Linked DNA regions of Mus musculus: region 1 is linked to region 2. The links are chromatin contacts, called in public HiChIP or PLAC-seq maps. All regions are on one chromosome and are shown on one strand. Each heading gives the region's core, a stretch centred on a gene start, on an enhancer-like site or on the middle of the called end of the contact. The rest is flanking DNA. Distances are from core to core; before and after follow the strand shown.

Region 1 (3,424 bases), core at 103-2,602, 480 kb before region 2:
GGCCTGAGCTCTGGATTTAAACCTTCCAGTTCCCTTGCGTCCAGAGTTTTTATTTCAGACATTTATTTGGGGTGCCCAAGGAGGTGACAGGTGAAGATACTTTGGGCTGACCTGAGGATCTGAGTTCAATCTCTGAAACCCATGGGTGGAAGGAGAGAACTGACATGGCAGCTTGCCCTCTGCCCTGTGTCCCACGGCTGGTATGTATCCTCACACACAAGTAAGGTGGGGTTTTTGTTTGTTTGTTTGGTTGGTTGGTTTTAAATATGAGTTTTCAGGCTGGATGGCTCACCAGTTAAGAACTCCTGTTTTTTTCCAGAGGACTCAGGTTCAAGTCCCAGCACCCACGTGGCAGCTCACAACCATCTGTAACTCTAGAATGCTACAGCCATGCTGGCAAAACACCCATCCACATAAAAATTTGAAATTTCTTAAATGCTTCCCCTTCCATTTTACAGATGACAGACAGCGCTCCACTGCTGGGTCACATCCAGCCCTGACTTTAATTTGTGGATGCTTTTCTGCCTCGGTTCTTCCATTGTTTTTGTTTGAGTTTTTTTTTTTTTTTTTTTTTTTGCTTTTGTTTTAGTTTGGTTTTGGTTTGGGATTTGTTTAGTAGCCCAGGCTGGACTTCAACATCCACTTCTTCAGTCTTTCCAGTGGTGGGATTATAGCACCTCCCTCCATTAATTTTTTAAAAATTTATTATCTTGTGTCTGTATGATCTCTTGAGGTGCAAACATGTGCACACGTGGAGGTTTTACCCAGCTAAGACATCCCACAGGGTGTGCGTGTGCATGTGTAGCAGGATCTCACTATGTAGCCCTCACTGGCCTGGAACTCACTATATATAGATTTGGCTGATATCAAACTCAAGAGATCCACCTGCACACCTGCCTCTGTCTCCCAGGAGCTGGCACCACCATGCTTGGCCGTCTTCCATATCCAAAGTAGTGGCATCCTTAGTCTGCATTGGGGCGGATAAGAGTGGTGAGAGGGCTATTTCTAAACCCACAACTTGCACTGGACCCCATCCCCCATCCTACAGCTGTCTCTGTCTATCCTGGGACCAACATGGCACCTGGTCCTTGCCCCCTCATCAGACAGCACCTTTCAGTTTTAGGTCTTCCTACTAGACACTAGACACTGAGAAAAGAGGGGAGGTCTCCCAAATTTACTTTGCTGGAGACCAAATTGCCCACCAAAAAAGATAAACCAAGGGAGAGAGGTACTGCGTAGACCTTCTCTCCCCTGCCTGGGCGTTCAAGTCCAGCTTTTCATTGGTCAAAAGTTCCCCCTCACCCCCCCCCCCCGCGGGGAAGTCGACTTTTCACTGGTCAAACACTAGCCACGTGACTCCCCTCTTGTCTTCCTGGGCTGGGAGGTTGCAACAAGTTAAGCTGAAGACTGAAGCGAGGAGCTGGGTCAGGTAAAGGAGTCCTTGCCGGGAAGGGGCGTTACAGACTCCCACTTTATCCCCAGATAACAAAAGAGGGCAAAGCTGTATAAAAGGAGTGGGCAGCCCCGGCGTCCACATACTGCCCAACACAGGACCGAAGGGCGGGGAAGGAGGGAGACAGATGATTCCGAAGCAGGAACTCAGGCAAGTTTTTGTGGTCCCAGGTCCTTCCCTTTAAAGGTCAGACAGAGAAGGAAGTTAGAGACAATCAAGGGCATATCAAACCAGACTTCCCAGTTTTGTGCAGACTGGGAACACTCTCTTTTTTAGAAACAGCAGAAGTTTTTGTGAAATCCTGCCTGAGTGAAAAGGGGAGAGAGAGTAGTGGGTGGGTTTTCTTCTTAGAGGTCAAAGACTGCCCTAAAATCACAGCTGGGAAGGGTGGCAGCTAAGTGGGCTCTGGATTGCTTAGACAGGCTTCCTAATAAGGTATTAATGTGCCGATGTGCCGGCCTGGGAAAGCGGGGATGCTTTTTGGTATCAAGGGTTGGGACCCCGAGTGCAGGGGTTCTAGGAAGACTTCTGCTTCAGTTTTAGGTTTGTCTTGTTGACCTAAATACCATACCATTGCCGATTTCCATGGAGACGATGGGTCTGACATCACCCTGGTTGCCATGGTGCTGAGTTCTGGAGGACCTGAGCAGGCTGTAAACAGCCAGGGATAAACAGGGACCTCTGCTCTAGCTGCTGTGGCCACTTCCTTCCTGCTGCCACCTGTTAACAGTCACACACAGCAACTGGGGATGGCAGGACAGTGGAGGGACTGAGAGCCAAAAGCTGAAGGAAGATGGCTGTGTGGGTGTCACTAGAAGAAGGGGGTGGGGAGTTCGGGGTTTTTTGGGGACTTGGTATAGGGAAGTCATTGCAATTGTTTTGTCCCTGTGTGGGATGGGTATCAGTGTCTAGGAGACATGAGCATTGTGGAAGACACCACTAGATGTCCTTTACCTATCTTGGGCCTGAATCTTGCCCAACAGGAGCCACAGGATTTTTTTTTTTTTTAATGATTTATTTATTTAATGTAAGTACACTGTAGCTGTCTTCAGACACACCAGAAGAGGGAGTCAGATCTCGTTAGGGATGGTTGTGAGCCACCATGTGGTTGGTGGGATTTGAACTCAGGACCTTCGGAAGAGTAGTCTGGTGCTCTTACCTGCTGAGCCATTTCACCAGCCCCAGAGCCACAGGGTTTTTTAAGGCAATCATGCAGGACTTAAACCCAGTGGGAGTAGTTGGGGAGCATTTGGCTGGTACAGTCAAATTTCACATTCTGCCTTTTCTGCCAGTGGGTCAGCTAGCTGTCTGTCACTCCATCCTCTTACTTGATCCCGGTTGCACCGCCCTAGCCCAAGGGCACAGCCTTGCTTTATGCTGGTCTTTGGAAGTAGAGGGTGATACCTTAACCCCAGCTGCCCTTAGCTGTGATTAGCAAGGGACAGGATCAGAGACCCAGTTCCCCACCCCCCATTTTGCAGATCTTAATGTAATTTATCGATGGTAATTGCCACAACCCCCGCTCCTCCACTTCTCCCCAGTCACTTTCAAGATCCCAGAGATCAACCTGTACAATTTAAGGTTGAGAGGGAGTGACCCAAGTGGGCCGCTGGGCCCTACAGTATTGGAAAACTTCCTTCCTGCTCACTCCAGTGGTAATCCTAGCTGAGCCCTGCACAGCCAGTGCTGAGAACCCCTAAACCGGTAGTCCCTAACCTTCCTAACGCTGCAACCCTTTAATACAGTTCCTCATGTTGTGGTGACCCCCAACTGTGAAATTATTTCGTTGCTACTGCAGAACTGTAGTTTTGCTGCTGTCACAAATCCTAGTGTAAATCTCTGATACGCAGGATATCTGGTATGTAAGCCCTGTGGGATGTCGACTCACAGGTTGAGAACCACTGTCCTAAGTGCCCCAGTGTGTGGAGGACTGATGGTGGATGGGTACTGGGACACTTGGGCCTTAAGGAA
Region 2 (3,173 bases), core at 340-2,839:
CCCAAGATGGAAGAGAGGACCTCAGTCCTGCCTGGCACCATGAACAGCTAAGCGGGGATCTTCTCTTTCATCAGTGTCTTCTCCCCCAGAATCCCACCAGATGATAGTGGTGCTCAGCCTACCCCAGACGCCCTCAGCTGTACCCACAGGAGAACACTGAGACACGGAGGGGCCTGATGCTTCCCATTGCATCTCTCTGAACCTCAGGCTCCTCCCAAAGCTTTATGTCAATCCTGTAGAGGATTAAAAACGTGTAAAATACAGGGTGGGTTAATACCTGAAATCCCAGCACTCAAGAGATAGAGGCAGAAGAGGCACAAGTTTGAGGCCAGCCTGGGTTATGGGAGAGCCTGTCTAATATATATATATATTTTCTTTATATATATATATATAAAGAAAATATAGGTAGGGGTAACAAACCAAGCTTGAGGAATTCTACCTTCCAGGCAGAAAGAAAGCCTGGAAGCCACTGTCCCCACGACCAGCACAGGATAAATCTCCCCCATGTCCTTTGGCTCTTTCTATGTTGTTGAATAAGCCCTCAGCCCCTAAAATAACCTGTAGAGAAGCAGTCTCCCAGTTCCTCCAGAAGAGACCAGGCAGGCTGCTGGGCCTGAAGCCAGAGCCCACAGAGAGGCCTAGACCTACAAGGCAGAGTGCAAGGAAGGTAAACACAGTGCCCCTACCCTACCCTCCGCCTGGTCCACCTGCTAATCAGGGAGGGCTGGGGCAGGGGGCGGAGGCACAGTTCCAAGAGGTCCCACATCCTTTGCTGTCAAACTCACAGGATTGGGATGGATGTGGGTGTTGGCATTCTGCATGCTAGGGCTAGTTGGCTAAAGGAGTAAGTTTGTGAGGCGGGAACACCCATGACTCAGAGCCCATGATGTCAGACCCTTCACCGTCGGGTCACTGTCATTACACACGACATGGAATGTAGTAGAACTAAGGAAAGCCACGCGAGGTGCCACAACTAAAGCAGAGAGAGCCAGTGGCATAAAGGACTCTCCAGAAGGGACTACTACTGTTCCACTAGGGCGCGCCCTCTGGGTATCTCTTTTTGGAGCGACCCGGGATGCAGTTGAGTAAGACTGGGAACACTGGGAACCAGACACCAGAGTCAGGTTTCAGGAAAACACACTGTCCTGTACTCAGACTTGAGGTAACTGGCCAGACACAGACAGGAGCACGCAGTTATAGGCGCTAGACGCAACAGGGGGCGCGCGAACCTCCACCGCGTCAGCACAGGTGAGTCAGCCCAGGCTAGCAGCCGGTACCGGCGGGGCTCACTCTGCGAACGGAACCAGACAGTGTCACATTCCCCACGCCCGCTCCGGGTTCCTCTTACCCAGCGCGCGGCAGCTCCCGAGGACCAGCGCGACCGCGGGCGCGGCCAGCAGGGCGACCAACAGCGTGCAGCCGACGGTCAGCATGCTTCCTTCTACGCGGGACGGCGGGCGGCAGAGCGGCTCCGCAGCCGGGGCCGGGCGGCCGGCAGACTGGGGCAGCGAGAGCAGTCGCCCTCGGCCTCGGGCTCCACACTCAGCTCGCACTGCGAGCGCTCGCCCCGGCGTGGCTCAGATCGGTGTGGGCGCGACTTCCCACATGCACGTGACACACAGCAGCCGGCCGTCCTGGCAACAGTGAAACATTTGAGGAACCGGTGCTGAAGCTCCTCTTGGCAGCCCCGGCTCGCGGTTACGAAAGCCCAGTAGGATGGCGCAATCGGCCAGCGCTCCGGGCCACCGGAGGGGGTTACTTCCTGCAGCCGCGCCACACCTGAGCCCCCAGGGACCCCCACCAGGGCCCCTCCCCAGGTTTTGACGCTGAGATAAGGAGAAATATCCCCCTCCTTCCTTCCATCCGCGCCTCCGCTTGAGTTTTGCTTTCATGAGCGCCAGCCAGTGGCTCTGGCTGTTAAAGTAGAAGGCAGGTCAGTGTCCTGGGTGCTTACGGGAATCAAACAGGGAATCCGAAAAGACACCGATGTCTGCTTCGAGCCCAGAGATTGTGATTTAATTGGTCTGAAGGAAAACTTAGGCGTCCATAACCTGAGAAAAAGATTTCCTCTCATCTTCCAGTGGAGGAGCAGCTCTTTGAAGGCTACTGCAGAGGCAACGAAACCAGTGTGCGCTTTTGAGTCTGGCCCAGAGACACATGTGTTACCCTCCTCAAGATTGCTATCCCGATCCGGAAGTCTCAGTTTTCTCACCTATTAGAGATGTATTTTTAAGCCCATGATAAAGATTCCTGGAAACACTGTCGATGTACCTGGAGCCTAACTGCTCAACAAGGAGTAGGGCTTTGATTACCCATCATGACTTGACTGGACACAAAGGAACCGGCGTTTGCTATTTACCAGACTCCACCAAGGTTCCCTTCCAAGCTACAGAGCTTGAAGCTACAGGGCAGCTTCCCATGCAAATGCAGAGGGAAAGAAACACACTGAAAAGAAAATTTAGGGCTGGTGAGATGGCTCAGCGGTTAAACGCACTGACTGACTTCCGGAGATCATGAGTTCAAATCCCAGCAACATGGTAGCTCACAACCATCTGTAATGAGAAACAAATAAAACCTATGGGCCTGAGCGAGCCGGGCCGGAGCAAGAGGGAGAAGGGAAGGGATAAGAAAAAAAAAAGAAAGAAAAGAAAATGTAGATGGGGAGCCCTGGACCTACACCAGTATGTTTTAATGTATTCTTCCATTTCAGGGTTCAGCTGATTAGAGTCCATGGGGCAACTGGAATGTGTGTGTGCTGGCTGAACCCCTAAATAAGACATGACCTTATTTAAGCAACATGCTGGCCTCAGACCTAGGCATCCACCGCTCTCTGTGGATGTCAGAACCAAACCTGTACCCAGGACAATGGGATTGGTTTTGATGGCACTTCCTCAGCCACGCTATAAGTCGGAGAGAAAGGCATGGTTGTTCTCTCTCCCTGTGGTGGGGCAGGCATTTGGGAAGCAGAAGCAGGTGAATAGCTGTGAGTCTAAGGCCCTGTCTAAAAAAAATACATATTTTTTTCTCCTGCTATTTAAAATGGGATTAAATAGCAAGAGGATGTGGTAGTACACACCTGTAATCCCAAAACTCTGGAGGCTGAGGCAGGAAGATCCAGAGTTCGAGGCAAGCATAGTGGAACTTGCCCTATCTTAAAAATATAATTAATTTCC

What was found. HiChIP or PLAC-seq counts read pairs in DNA pulled down with a chosen protein or histone mark.
Region 1: an HNF4G HiChIP or PLAC-seq map of pancreatic cancer cells shows a contact between it and region 2. The contact joins the promoter of Pbxip1 here to the promoter of Il6ra in region 2. A contact is called at or near these places in 8 of 39 promoter capture datasets (the C10 cell line, the HPC-7 cell line, cranial neural crest and 4 more) and 2 of 115 datasets of contacts at active chromatin or transcription factors (memory CD8 T cells and pancreatic cancer cells).

Annotation. Positions count from the first base shown.
Region 1 is chr3:89,435,352-89,438,775 of GRCm38.p6, forward strand. It overlaps Pbxip1 (pre B cell leukemia transcription factor interacting protein 1), which reads left to right and starts at 1,353. Exons shown (of 11, transcript NM_146131.2): 1 at 1,353-1,429.
Region 2 is chr3:89,911,607-89,914,779 of GRCm38.p6, forward strand. It overlaps Il6ra (interleukin 6 receptor, alpha), which reads right to left and starts at 1,590. Exons shown (of 10, transcript NM_001310676.1): 1 at 1,349-1,590. The coding sequence starts at 1,433.